Regions from separate parts of the Hordeum vulgare genome. Here all the other regions are linked to region 2. Evidence: chromatin contacts called from public Hi-C data. All regions are on one chromosome and are shown on one strand. The core of a region is the stretch at or near the end of the contact, and the rest is flanking DNA. Distances in the headings are between cores, read along the strand shown. Region 1 holds the start of LOC123412220. Region 2 holds the start of LOC123409785 (leucine-rich repeat protein 1-like). Region 3 holds the start of LOC123411537 (choline monooxygenase, chloroplastic).

Region 1 (4,355 bases), core at 1,529-4,028, 150 kb after region 2:
TCTTGTAGCCACCTGGTCCCACAGAATGGTGCCACTCTTTTTTCTGAGCATTTAGCTTATTTATACTCGCCCAATCCTTAGTTGTTTCTGATTGCTTGAACTCCACAAATAAGTCTCAGTGATCTTTGACCTTCTTGTATGATCAAGTGAATTCTGGAGTCTTGTTTTTAGGTCGAAGTCGTCTCATAACCTTTTCTTCCAGGTGCAGAATTGTGTGGCCCTCTTCTTAAGAGAAAACTTCTTGACTTTCTCCCGTTGTGCATCTGAGAAATGCTCTGGTAGGATGAAATGTGTCATGAGCATATCCCAAAGCAGATTTTTTGCTGTTTCGTCCATAAAATTAACTTCTCGATCTTTATTTGGCCTATGCCATTCTTGAATAGAGATCGGGGTTTGGTTGCTGACAATAACTCTGCATTGACGTACAAATTTATCCGTATTCTTTTTGGGAGCAATCGGTTCGCCACCTGGTGTTATCTCGTCGATGTTGTACTTTATGCCATGGGGCAACTTTTTGGCCGGGCCTCATACTGCCCTACTTGTAGAAGATTTGGTCGATTCAGAGGGCTAAAAGAAGAGATTCGTTTATATATATATATATATATATGTGTGTGTGTGTGTATGTGTGTGTGTGTGTGTGTGTGTGTGTGTGTGTGTGTATAAATCAATTAATACATCTAATGGTCACCAGAGGCCAAATATGTATATGCCTCACCGGACTTTGTTAATTGAACAAACATTTCGTTGACATCATTGTTTCGTTCCCCTTCGTCTCTTGATTGTTCTTCCTCAATTACCTCACCGGAGGGGTTAAGATATTGTGAGCCATCATCTATTCTTCATTCTCTTCGTTTCTGGAGCGTATCATGTCGAACAAGACATACTCTTGATCATGGTCTCTGTCTCTACCGTCCATAGCTTAACTAATCTAGAACAAATATAAAACAATTAGAATACATTCAATAAGCAAAATCGAAGATATGCAATCAATACATGGCAATGCAACAATATGATCAAATATATTATTATCATCATTCTCTGGCGATCGTCGGGGACTCCTCGATCTCCGGTGATCGTCAGGGAATCCTCACCGACGATCATCGAGGACTCCTTCGGCGATCGTTGAGGACTCCTCACCGGCGATTGTCGGGGACTCCTTCGGCGATCATCGGGGACTCCTCACCGGAGATCGTCGGGGACTCCACCGGCAATCGTCGGGGACTCCTCGCGGGCGATCGTCGGGGACTTGTCACCGACTTTCACAAGGAGTCAGATCGGCATCATGCCATCTGAACTTGTTTCTCTCATAGGCAAAAAACACACTGTCATGGTTACTCCAAGCAGCAAATCGCTCGGCAGCAATCACAAATAAGCAATGAAAAAAATTGCTATATCATTTTGTCCTATACAGTGAATTCACACACACACATAAAGTGAATGCAACACACCGTCTGTCGGATATGCATTCAAATTCTTGTACTCCTCACCGTGGTAGAGGATGCAGTCATTAGGGCATGCATGTATCTTCTGCACCTCTAATCCTATAGGACAGATAGCCTTCTTGGCTTCGTACGTACTGTCGGACAATTCGTTGTCCTTTGGAAGCATCTTCTTTATCATTTTCAGCAACTTTTCAAACCCCTTGTGAGATACACCATTCTCTGCCTTCCATTGCAACAATTCTAGTGTGGTACCCAGCTTCTTCTTGCCATCTTTGCAATTTGGGTACAACAATTTCTTGTGATCCTCTAACATGCGCTGCAACTTCAACTTCTTCTTTTCACTTGCGCAGTTTTTCTTTGCATTAGCAATGGCCCGACCAAGATCATCAACGGGCTCATCTGGTGCCTCTTCTTTAGCTTCTTCCCCCATTGTAGTACCATCGTATTCAGAGAACACATGATAGTTGGCATCATCCTCTTCTTCTTCTTCATTCTCTTCCATTAGAACCCCACTTTCTCCGTGCTTGGTCCTACAATTATAGCCGAAAATGAAACCGAACGTAAACAGGTGGACGTGAATGACTCTTCACTTAGAGTAAGTTCTATCATTCTTACACATAGCACATGGACAACACATAAAACCATCTCGCTAGTTTGCCTCGGCCGCACAGCCATTAATGAACTAGGGAGAGCACCGGTCATCATACATCCATTGCCGGTTCATCTTCATTACACAAGACCGAAAAGACCAAATTAATACAAGTTCATACATAAATTTCATACACACTTATTCTCATAAAACAACATACCAGAGTACCTAGCTAAAGCATTTAAATGCAACAACAAATGCGATCAAGATCACAACTAAGGTAACAATTGATCCAACAACATAGTGATACCAAGCTTCTTTATTAATGACATATTTTCTAATCTTTCTAACCTTCAAGCGCATTGCATTCATCTTGATCTTGTGACCATCGACGACATACAACTCCAGTTTCATCTTCTCTTCTTCAATTCTTTTCAATTTTTCTTTCAGATACTCGTTTTCTTTTTCAACTAAATTTAACTTCTCGACAAGAGGGTCGGTTGCCATTCGGTTCACATACCTCCTAGATAAAAATATCTATATCAACTTGATGAGCATAATTGTCATAAACGCCAAATGCAACAAATAGTTATAAAAGAGAATATACGGCATCCAAATCATAAGTCGGACAAGGGCCGACGGAGACGGATATCAAGACCATGACACTATGTATAACAAACAATCATACAAGTAAGAAAACTATCTAAATCATACAAATAAAATTTTTAATAAAAATGATAAGAACAAGAGGATCACCAAGGTAATGGCAGCGACGGGACGGTGCGGGTGATCGATGGTGGTTACGACGGGGACGGAAACCGATTTGTTATACAAGTAGGGACTAAATGATCTCCGGAGACCCCGCCTGCCACCATACCTTTAGTCCCGATTTGTATCACAAACCAGGGCTATAGGTACAAAATGAACCGGGACTAAAAATGTCCGTGCCCCGATCGTTTCTAGCCGTTGAAATCGAAACTAATAATTACATTAATCCCGGACCGAAATCAAATCAAAACTAATGATTCAAACATAAGATCCGTTTTTTACTAGTGACAAATAACCATTACATAAGCACGAAAACAAATGGGTGAGGCCTAAAGCATAAGGATTTGTCTTCAGGCCCGAATGCAAACATAACGATAGTGGCCCACGTGAACTTGCTACGGTGAGTGGCATTGGGACTGCCCTTAATTTGAGGCATATTTTCTTTGGAAAAAATGTGCTTTTAATCATTCAGTAGGAACTTCCCTGCTCGATGCCGGCTAATATTGTTGAAATTGACAGAGAATTTCCCGGAAAAGTTGACGAAGATGAGCGGGAAAATACAAGAAGAGAAAGACCCATCCATGGTTGCCGATAAGCTTTGATTAGGCCAAAACAAAAGCCGCGGCAGCCATATATGGGGATGGGGGCATGGGCACAGTGCACGCCAAAGGGTAAGCTAAAACGTGTTGGCGTGCATGCAGCCTCCGCTGTCCGGCGCGCCCGTCACCCTCGCCGCTTCCGACACGTCCCCCCCTCCACGCGTCCCTGACCACCCGTCTCCTCTCCTCTCCTCCCCCGGCCCTATATACGCCCCCGCGCCGCTACCCATCCTCTCCTTCTGTCCTCCCAACCATCGCGACGAGAGCAATAATAGCAGCTCCAATGGTGGCCGAGGCCATGGGCGTCTGAGCCGCGCGCCGAGGCCTGCGGGCGCCATTGATGAGAGCAGCTGCATCACCCTTCACGGCCGGACGCGATGTCCCTTGTGGCTGCGGCGGCCGCCGTGAGGCCCTCGCCAGTGGCTCCTTCCCCGGCGGTGCCGTACGGGATGTGCGGTGGCGGCGCGAGGAAGAGGAAGGACGTCGTGCACTACCATGAGGAGGACGAGGACGAGGAGGAGGTGCAGCAGGGGAGGCGGCTTGGCGGTGTCGGTGAGGGCCACGGGCTGTTCGTGCTGGAGACGGTGGAGGAAGAGGAGGAAAGGGAGGCCGAAAACGAGCGCTCCTCCATTGGCCCCGTCTCCGAGGGGGACGAGGAGGAAGGGGAGGAGGCGGAGAGCGCCAGGGAGACGCCGCCGTGGCAGCGGAGGACGAAGAAGAGCGCCGGCGGGCTCGCGAGCCTCGACGCCCTCGACGACGCCCTCCCCGTCAAGTAATCAACCAACTTCACTTCCCTTAATCATCCACCATTTCTTGCAATAATCGCAAGAAGGGCGGATTGTCTTCTCGGTTCGGCCGGTGGATTGATCCGCGGAGCCGTCCTGATTTGGCAGGCGGGGCCTGTCGAGCTTCTTCTCCGGCAAGTCGCGGTCGTTCGCGAACCTGCAGGACGTGGCG
Region 2 (4,673 bases), core at 97-2,596:
ATGGACAAAAACGAAACAACATAAAAGAAGTTGCTATGGACAAAAACGAAACAACATAAAAGAAGTTGCTATGGACAAGGGCATACTTGTAAAAGAACATTCAAGATTGTTGATGTTCTACCTCTTTTGGGTCGAAAAGTTTACATAAAATTTCTAATATCACATGGTTGGATATGGTCTTTTGGTTATGTTTACAAGGTACATTTTACCTTTACGTCATTTATAATGTAGCCTTAGTCATTCTATTATTATTTTTCTTTTGTAGGTAGTTGAAGCATAACACACGAGTAGGTCCTTCTGGAGCTCGGCCTCCATGAAACCCTTTATTATTTTAAAATTTGAACTTTTCAATTTCAAAAAAAAATAAAAAATAAAATATATGCAAGTATGCAAGAATGAAATGTACGTATGTGTAAAAATTAAAAATAAAATACCTTAAAATACGATCTATACAAAAAGAATAATTTCATTAATTTTTGAATAAATAGTACCAGTGTTGAAAAGCCATGGATTTGTCTTTTCTGCACAACCCCCATTTTAATGTATTTCGTCCTAAAAATTTACACGCATGTGTGTTATGCCTTCATATATATCTGTATTTTTTTTGAAATGTAATAATATGAATTCAGATGAATTTTAAGTTTTTAAAAACCGGCCGCCATGGAGGCCGAGCTCCGAAAGGCATTTTAGATAACACACATACTATTAAGCTACTATGCTTAACAAAATGATGCGAGGGAATCAAATAAAACTGTACGTGACTTTCATTCCACAATGGCGTTATTTTCTATCGTGAGCCGATTATGTTTTTCATTATGTACTAAGATTATTATTTTTTACTCACAATTCTTTTCTTTAACATGGAAATGTAACTAGGGTTGTTGGGTTTGTATTCAGAGAGAAAAGGAGTTCCTAGCGAGGTCTGATTTTTTTTATAAAATGGATCCCTTTGTTCTAAAATAAATGTCTTAATTTTATACTAACTCTATGTAAAAAAAATTATACTAACTTTAGTATAAAGTTATACTAAGCTTGAGACACTTATTTTGAGACGGACGGAGTATAAGAATTTCCCAGCGAGGTCTGACGTGTACAGCTTCATCATCAAGATCATGAATTGCTTGCATCGCATCGCATCTTTCAGTTCCATCTAGGAGTACAATCTTTTCGATCAGTTGGTTCCAGCTTTTCTTTTGTCCTCCTCACCTTTCACCAGTGACGACCTCCCCCTGTCAAGAGCCTCTGCAGAAAAAAATGATTCCTCCGCGTGCTCGGCCCGGTCCGAAGTTTGACCGTGGACTTGTACCCATCCTTTGCCGTATTGACCACACCACTCGGTCACGCACTGGCACTGCCTTTCCCATTTCCACAACCACCCGTCCTCCTCCTCCCACGCCAGAGCAGAGCAGAGCAGCAGCAGCAGCCCCATCGATCTACTCCGCCCTCCTCTCCCCCGCGCCCGGCCGCTCCTCTCCTCTCCGCCATGGCGCCGCCTCGCGCGCCCTCCTCCTTCCTCCTCCTCGCCGGCGCCGCCATCCTGCTGGGCCTGGCGGCCGGCGCGGCGAGGGCGTCCAACGAGGAGGGGGACGCGCTGTACGCGCTGCGGATGCGGCTGTCGGACCCCAACGGCGTGCTCCAGAGCTGGGATCCCACCCTCGTCAACCCCTGCACCTGGTTCCACGTCACCTGCGACAGCGCCAGCCGCGTCGTCCGCCTGTAAGCTACAGCTCCTTCTCCTCTCGCTCAATCAAGCTTTCGTCTTCCAGGGTTTCCCCGCGCCTGCTCGGATTAGCCCGGAAACCCAGCTCGATTTGAATTACTGCTAGGTCAAATTGCCTGCTCAATTTTCAATAGTTTTGCTTGCGTGCTGGCAAGGATATCCATGGTCTTTGGTCTTCCACTTGCGTCTTGTTCAAGGGATTGCTAGCTTAAGCAACAACTGAATAATCGCACTACTGTTCAAAAGGACTGATTTTTTTTTTAAAAAAAAATGAATTATCTTGCAAGCCTAATCAATAACGCGGTGTCTGTCATACATAGTTCAACAATATTGCATCCTGTTGGTTGGATGACCGTGTTGCGTGACACTCTTTGTGGCAAACTTGTGCAGGGATTTAGGCAACTCCAACGTCTCCGGCTCCATCGGCCCCGAGCTCAGCCGCCTTGTGAATCTTCAGTACCTGTATGTGCCCTTACGATGATGAATTCCACCGTTTCTGTTATTCGAACGGAACAAAATGGTTTGATCTTCTCGATTGGAACTTGATTTGCAGGGAGCTGTACAGGAATAACCTCGACGGCGAGATCCCAAAAGAATTGGGCAAGCTGAAGAATTTGATCAGCTTGGATCTGTATGCCAATAAGCTCACCGGAAGGATCCCCAAGTCACTTTCCAAGCTCAGCTCACTCAGATTCATGTATGTATTGTCCTCTGATTGCACTTAATTGCCCCCTTTTCTCAAAAAAAAATCACATTTCTAATTGATGACATCTCTAGTCCAAGTGATGTACCCAAACTGGCTGGGCAGTCATGCCATAATTCTGAATAAACTGAAATGCAATTTAAAAATTTGCTTTTCGCATAGTTAAGAATTAGATGTATTAAAAGGACGTAGGTTTGTCTATCTAAATTCATATGTGAACAAACTAGCCCAAGGAAATACTAAAGCAATTTCTTATAGGCGCTTGAACAACAACAAACTTGCTGGATCAATTCCACGGGAGCTGGCCAAACTCTCCAACCTGAAAGTCATGTGAGTGTGCATCTTATCTTAACATATATACACCCGATTTACTTGTGCCATTGATTCTCTGCATATGGTTGCTGATTTTTAAGCCGTTGTGAGATGCAGTGATTTGTCTAACAATGACTTATGTGGGACGATCCCCGTCGATGGTCCATTCTCAAGCTTCCCTCTTCGAAGGTATATCTCAAAGTCCACTAGCATATTTTGTGGAACTAATGTGGATCTGGAGTCCTAAACACCTCTATATTTGTACTCTGATGTCCTCAAGGACAATGGTCTAGTTTTCATGATTCCATAAACTAGAAATGTTACGGTGATGGTGTTTGAGGTCGTGTCATTCATAAGCTTTTTTTGACTGCTGTGTCATTCAGAAGTTGATAGCTGATATGGCTTCATCCGATGAATGGCTAATAAGACATAACTGTTACTTTTCCAGCTTCGAGAACAACAGCAGGCTGAATGGCCCAGAGCTGCAAGGATTGGTTTCCTATGACTTCGGATGCTAGGAAGCGCCGGCACACACGATAATGCACGTGGAAGGAAGGCAAAAGATTATAGTAGTACAACAAATGCTAGGAAGCCTAGCACTACAACATGTCTGACTTGCGAGACATGCAGCAGAAGATGAAGAATGTATTGTGAGCGTAGGGTCTGTGTTTGGTTATCAGACCGCAGAAAGAAAAAATGGGATGTGAGAAGTCTTGCTTGATCGATACAGTTATTGCCGTATTGTAAATTGTAATAAGCTGCTTAGTACCGCAGCTATGTGGACCGCTTGGGTCCATTAGCATAGCCTCTGCCAGTTCGGAACTAGAGTTAATCCGAGCTGATGAAGAATGTATCCCATGTTTCACATATCTTTGCTATGTTATTTGTATGATTGAAGTACAAGCATTAGTGCAAAAGAACATGAAGACTTTGTTCATCCATGAAATGTACAATATGTATAGTGGCACAATGTTATGTGACATCAGTAAGCATGAGTTCCTGCAGTTGCCTGGATTATGATGGCAATTGTAGCTAGGACAGCCCGTTACAGGGGACGGAGCTGCTAAATCTTGAACTCTACAGGAGATGGTTCTCAATAAGAATAATCAGAAAATTAAAATTAGAGGGGAAAGTGACTAAAAGAGAAGTGGTCTAATCTGGACTTCCTACACGAGGCTTTTGCATAACTTAACACCACTAATTATATAACAGTACAATCATGCATGCTTTTATGAAGTATGCTAACCCTCCCGATCATGCTTTGTTACTGTAACATAAATATGCCCTAGCTCCAAAAATGCTTTTGAAGCTCGGCCTCCATGAAGGCCGGTTTTTGGAAAACCCAAAATTCATATTTTTACAATTTAAAAAAATCTTAAAAAAATACAGATATACATGAAGACATAACACATAAATTTTTAGGATGAAATACCTTGAAACGAGGGTTGTGCAAAAAAAGACAAATCGAGGCTTTTTAACACAATGATACCAATCATCCTCAAAGTTCAGAAATTTATCTTTTTTGCACAGGTTGCATTTAAAGGTATTTCATCCTAAATTTTTAAACACACATACATTTCATCCTTGTAGAGTTGCATATTTTTTTTTTAGATTTTTTTTAAGTTAAAAGTTTAAAATTTAAAATTTTCAAAAATAAAAGGCAACATAGAGCTCGGTCACCAAAACGCCCTACTCCCCTAGCTCTCTCTCTATATATGTCAAACTTTTTAATACATTCTTTTATAAGGGTAATGCCACACAGATACGCTCCAGCTACTTCAGTGTAGAAAAGTTCATGCATTAATTGAAATGATAAGCTTTGCAACTTTCGAAGAGCATATTTTTTTTAAAGAAGAGGCCAAAAGACACCTATTAGATAACACATGTGATTGAATTAGCTAGACTATGTTCATCATTCGGATACACTCTTTTAATGCT
Region 3 (4,723 bases), core at 1,032-3,531, 190 kb after region 2:
GGTCCAACACTTCCTCCACTAGCGGTATGGGACTAAACTTTAGCACCACCACACCACTACTTGCCATTTTATTCATGGGCTCAAATTGAAATTTCAGAATTTTGTACATGGCCAAGTCCATTCAATTCTAACATTTACATATTAGACCTAGTTTAAATTCAAGTAGGTTCAGGCTCTAAGTATGTTATTTGATTTTCTAAATTTCGAAAAAACATTATGGTCCGCAAAGTATAAGATATTTTCGATCTGCAATACAATTGCATTTATGGTCTAGAAATCATATTATATTTTTTCAGGAAGGTTCTAGAAACCATATGGTAATAAACATCGTGCATCTGTCTTTAAATATACATTAGCGTCTACCATGAATGAGTCTCACTAAAAAGGCAGAGCTTGATTATCGTGCCTTGCACGCTGTATTTTGTTATTAGCAAAGTATGCATGTCGGCATTTCTTTAGGGAACGCTTAGAACTCAGCTAGCTCAGATTTTTTATGGCCTTATTCACATAATGTTATTGTATTTTGTATTTATTCTTTTTGTTTTTTTAATCCATCATTTTATTCTTTTGGACTCACATGTCATATTTTGTTGTTGTTGTTGCTATGTGCCCCATCAAACCGGCCCAATAAATACTAATTCGGTTCTTGTTGTTGCACGTCGCATCTTTTAAAAAAAAAATCGCCGATAGAGAACAAATAAGATTTGCAGTTGCGATCCGCCTGTGAATATTTGTAGTTGCGACCCGACTTATAAATACTTGCAATTGCGCACCGACTATGAATACTTGCAATTGCGACTTGACTTTGAATATTTGCAGTTGCGATTAGACTTTGAATACTTGCAATTGCGATCCGACTTTGAATATTTGCAGTTGCGGCCCTACTTCGAATACTTGCAGTTGCGATTAGACTTTGAATACTTGCAATTGTGACCCGACTTTGAATACTTGCAGTTGCGATCCGACTTCAAATACATGCAGTTGTCACCTGACTTTGAATACTTGCAGTTGCGGCCCGACTTCAAATACATGCGGTTCTCACCCGACTTTGAATACTTGCAGTTGTAACCCGACTTTAAATATTTACAGTTACGACCCGACTTTAAATATTTGCAGTTGCGGTCACATTTCAAATCTTGCAGTTACGACCCGACTTTAAATATTAATTTAATTAATATAAAAAGTAAAAAGTAAAAAGAAACAATAATTAATTAGGAGATAAAAATGGAAAGGGAAGTCGTTACAAAAAAGATGATCCTGGCAGCTACGGTCAACAGATGACAATGACATGATTCAAAAAGTTAAGCAAATGACAATAACACGCAAAAAAAGTTCTCATACAAAAAATTCTAAAAAGAACAATTATTTTTCTAAAAATTAACCATACAAATTATACATAGTCAATCAAAACAAACAACTGCAAAAAAAGGGGACAAAAAAGAAGCAACAAGAATAGTGCGAAGGCTTGTAGCATCGAACGTTAAAAAAATGCTAGCCCGACAACAAAAAAAGTATAGCCCATCTGCTGGACGCTTGCCATACTATACGAAAAAAAAATACCAGGATAACGGGCCGGACACACATCGCTGCATAGGTTAGTCGCTCTGCACTAATCATGATGTATTTGATCTAATGGTTGAGGATGTGAATGAGACCAAATTAATTCTAAGCTAGCTGAGTTTTAGCAATTCCGATTTCTTTATCCCACGCACGGGCAGTTTTTCTTTTTGAATAATTTAGATTGCTTAATAAAAAACGTTGAATTTCTCTTTCTCAAAAAAAAAAAATCTAACACAAATGAACTCTGCAAAATTGTCCTTCTGCTTCGAGCTCAAATGAATTTGTGCTCGGTGAACATTAAAATAAAAATAAATCAAGCAAATCATTTTTTGACAAACGTTTACAAAACTTTCAAGTGTTATCGTAAAATCACATTCATATAAGGCATGGTAAAAAAAGCAAATTCGGTGTTTCAAAATGCTAGGCGTGGCAAAAAAACAGTTTAATTCAATGCTTCAAAATGCTTTTTAAGTAGCATTTTCAAAATACCAATTCTTTTTGCCACGCCTATTAGGAATGTAATCTCATGATAAATTTTGGCAAGCAATTCAAACTTTTGTCAACATTTGTTAAAAGAATATCAGAATTCTTTAAGTATATATTTTATTATTATTATTTTACGGTTCACCCGAACTCGGGCTCACAAACTCTGTTCCTGCTCTCATACGTATACGTAAGCAGAGCAGCAACCGCTCAACAGCGACAAAACGGAGGACACTCACGGCCGGCTGCTCCCCCACTCCAATTCCTCCCAACCCGCACGCAGCCAGCCCGGGCCGGCGATGGCGACCGCGCAGTTCCGACCCCTGTCCTCCTCCTCCTCCGCCTCCGCAGCCGCCCGGCCCAGGGCCTTCCGCGCCGCGCCGTCCCGCGTGGCCGCGGCGGCGTCGGCGTCGGGCGAGCCCGCGCGGCGGCTCGCGGCGGAGTTCGACCCGGCGGTCCCGCTGGCCTCCGCGGTGACGCCGCCCAGCGGGTGGTACACCGACCCGGGGTTCCTCCGTCTCGAGCTAGACCGCGTCTTCCTCCGCGGGTGGCAGGCCGTTGGTACGCACACTCGATTCTGCGCCCCGATCCCTTCCCTGGCACAGTATTTCCTTCTAGTTTTCAGGAGGAACAGTTGCGTAACGGGCGACCGATTGTAGATGTTGATTCAGTTTGAGCTGCATGCATCATGTGTTACTTTTCTGGGCACAGTGAGTTCAGGAGGACTGCTGAGTGTTCACTGGCGGCAGACTGGCTTGAAATGGATAGTTCAGGTCTCTGGTGATCAGGTCCCGTGGCTAACTTATTGGGATCATGGGCATGTTCACCGTATGGGATTAAAGCATTCCCTATTAATGCTAACATATTTGTAGTTTTGTAACAGGAATTCCTCGTCCCCTTCCACAGTTGTTGATTAATGTAGGATGTATCTTGTATTTGCACATAGATGAAGGAACCGATTAAATCTAGAAATTCATGAGAAGAAATTAGTCAAGTGCCCTCTTATAGGTCGTAACTGATTTGAAAAAATATTAGACGATATGTGGTGTGGCCGTGTGGGTGGTGATGAACAAATGCAACTGGGAAAGAAGTTAAATTGGGGCACAGCTGGGAGACATCATTTACGTTTACACGTATGGCCTATATTGTTTAAAAATAATAATTGAATTAATACCTTATATGACTTATATTAATCAATGAAAGGAGTACCTTACTGATTTGGCAGATCATTCAGTACAATTTGTGTTTATCTGTCTTCATTAGTTAATCGCTGTAGGTCCTTACTGAGAGCTTACATGGTGCCGACTTGCATGCTTCTTTTCCAGGTCACATAGGACAAGTCAAGAACCCAAATGATTTCTTCACAGGAAGGTGATTCGAGCTTTCATGCTTCTGCTACCTGAATCAATTCTACTTTCTACAGTATCTGATGTGCAAACCTTTTGTAAGTGTAAAGGTTCTTATAATATTTCTAAAACTTCCCACCATGTAATCTGCAACTTATCTTGCCAAAATTATTTGGATTAATGAAAACAGAAATAATTTGCTACCCATGGTGGTAGCTACACATGCCCCCAATGTTTATCTCTAATTAATTTGATAAATTATTTTGAAATATGAAAAATTACTCTATAGTGAAAATATCATGTTTTTGAACCAGCCAGGCAAGCAAACATGCAATTATACCAAAAAGGCAAGAAAAAAAAGACTGAGAGAAGTGAGAAACGTCCCTTCTACACAACGAGAAGACACTTGTGTCCGAAAGGTAACAAAAAAGACTAATAAAAGTGAGAAAAGGTCATTCATATACAAAACAAATGCACTTGTGTCAATGTCATTGAAACCCGATACCTCGTATATAAAAAACGACACTTATACCAAAGGGTGTGTAGCTACCACCATGCATACGAAATCGCCTCTCTTAATGAAAATTGTAAGGTGGGTTTAGGTCCCCCATAGACCTTTCATTTTTTTCTTTCCAAAACAAGGATCTGCATGCAAAACACTTGTTTGAAAGTTTGCAACTGTCAGTCATGGTTACCTCCAAATTATCTTCCAGTCATGGTTAACTCCAAATTATTGTAAAATAAGATAATTCATGCTGGAGGTCGCTAATTTTAATTGTCTAACAAGGTGAACCAACAGCCTAGGAAATGTAGAATTTGTGATATGCCGGGATGCAAATGGGAAACTTCAAGCTTTTCACAATGTGTGTCGTCATCATGCCTCACTCCTCGCATGTGGAAGTGGTCAGAAGACTTGCTTCCAATGCCCTTATCACGTGAGTTCCTTAATAAAGACCTTGTAGGTATGGTATATACTTGTGGTCTGTACTTGCATGTCATAATTTTTCTGCGACTTTCTAGGATAATCATCTGAATACTTAGGTTATTGACATCTGAGGTAAGAAATGTGGCCACATAACTTTTCTTCGAAAGTTGTTCAGTTGAAAATTTTCATGGGATGGAATCCACATGTTATTAACCAAAGATACTTTAAAATGTTAATATAACAATGAGGGAATACATCCATATGTCCCATGTGGGGATTAAACGTTTCAAGTTGAATTCTAAAGAAATTTGGTTTAATATTAGCTGGACCCCCAGCTTCTTGCCATCTCTACAGAACTGCCTGAACTAGAACAATTGCAACAAAACAACAGAACATCTGTGGATTTCAT

Evidence for each region. Hi-C and Micro-C count contacts between places; a contact is called where the count stands out from the background.
Region 1: a contact with region 2 is called in a Hi-C map of leaf, with 2.9 times the contacts expected there. The contact joins the promoter of LOC123412220 here to the promoter of LOC123409785 in region 2. A contact is called at or near these places in 1 of 6 Hi-C or Micro-C datasets (leaf) and 1 of 1 datasets of contacts at active chromatin or transcription factors (embryo).
Region 3: a Hi-C map of leaf shows a contact between it and region 2, with 2.7 times the contacts expected there. The contact joins the promoter of LOC123411537 here to the promoter of LOC123409785 in region 2. A contact is called at or near these places in 4 of 6 Hi-C or Micro-C datasets (leaf and seedling) and 1 of 1 datasets of contacts at active chromatin or transcription factors (embryo).

What each region holds. Positions count from the first base shown.
Region 1 is chr7H:569,964,317-569,968,671 of MorexV3_pseudomolecules_assembly, reverse strand. LOC123412220 reads left to right here and starts at 2,778. Exons shown (of 2, transcript XM_045105162.1): 1 at 2,778-4,170; 2 at 4,292-4,355. The coding sequence starts at 3,776. LOC123412221 (a long non-coding RNA gene) reads right to left here and starts at 2,425. Exons shown (of 3, transcript XR_006613450.1): 1 at 2,383-2,425; 2 at 2,058-2,166; 3 at 1,817-1,972.
Region 2 is chr7H:570,110,756-570,115,428 of MorexV3_pseudomolecules_assembly, reverse strand. It overlaps LOC123409785 (leucine-rich repeat protein 1-like), which reads left to right and starts at 1,346. Exons shown (of 6, transcript XM_045102656.1): 1 at 1,346-1,716; 2 at 2,111-2,182; 3 at 2,274-2,417; 4 at 2,682-2,753; 5 at 2,853-2,924; 6 at 3,184-3,681. The coding sequence starts at 1,484. The coding sequence ends at 3,253.
Region 3 is chr7H:569,926,599-569,931,321 of MorexV3_pseudomolecules_assembly, reverse strand. It overlaps LOC123411537 (choline monooxygenase, chloroplastic), which reads left to right and starts at 2,281. Exons shown (of 10, transcript XM_045104503.1): 1 at 2,281-2,604; 2 at 3,369-3,414; 3 at 4,189-4,324. The coding sequence starts at 2,343.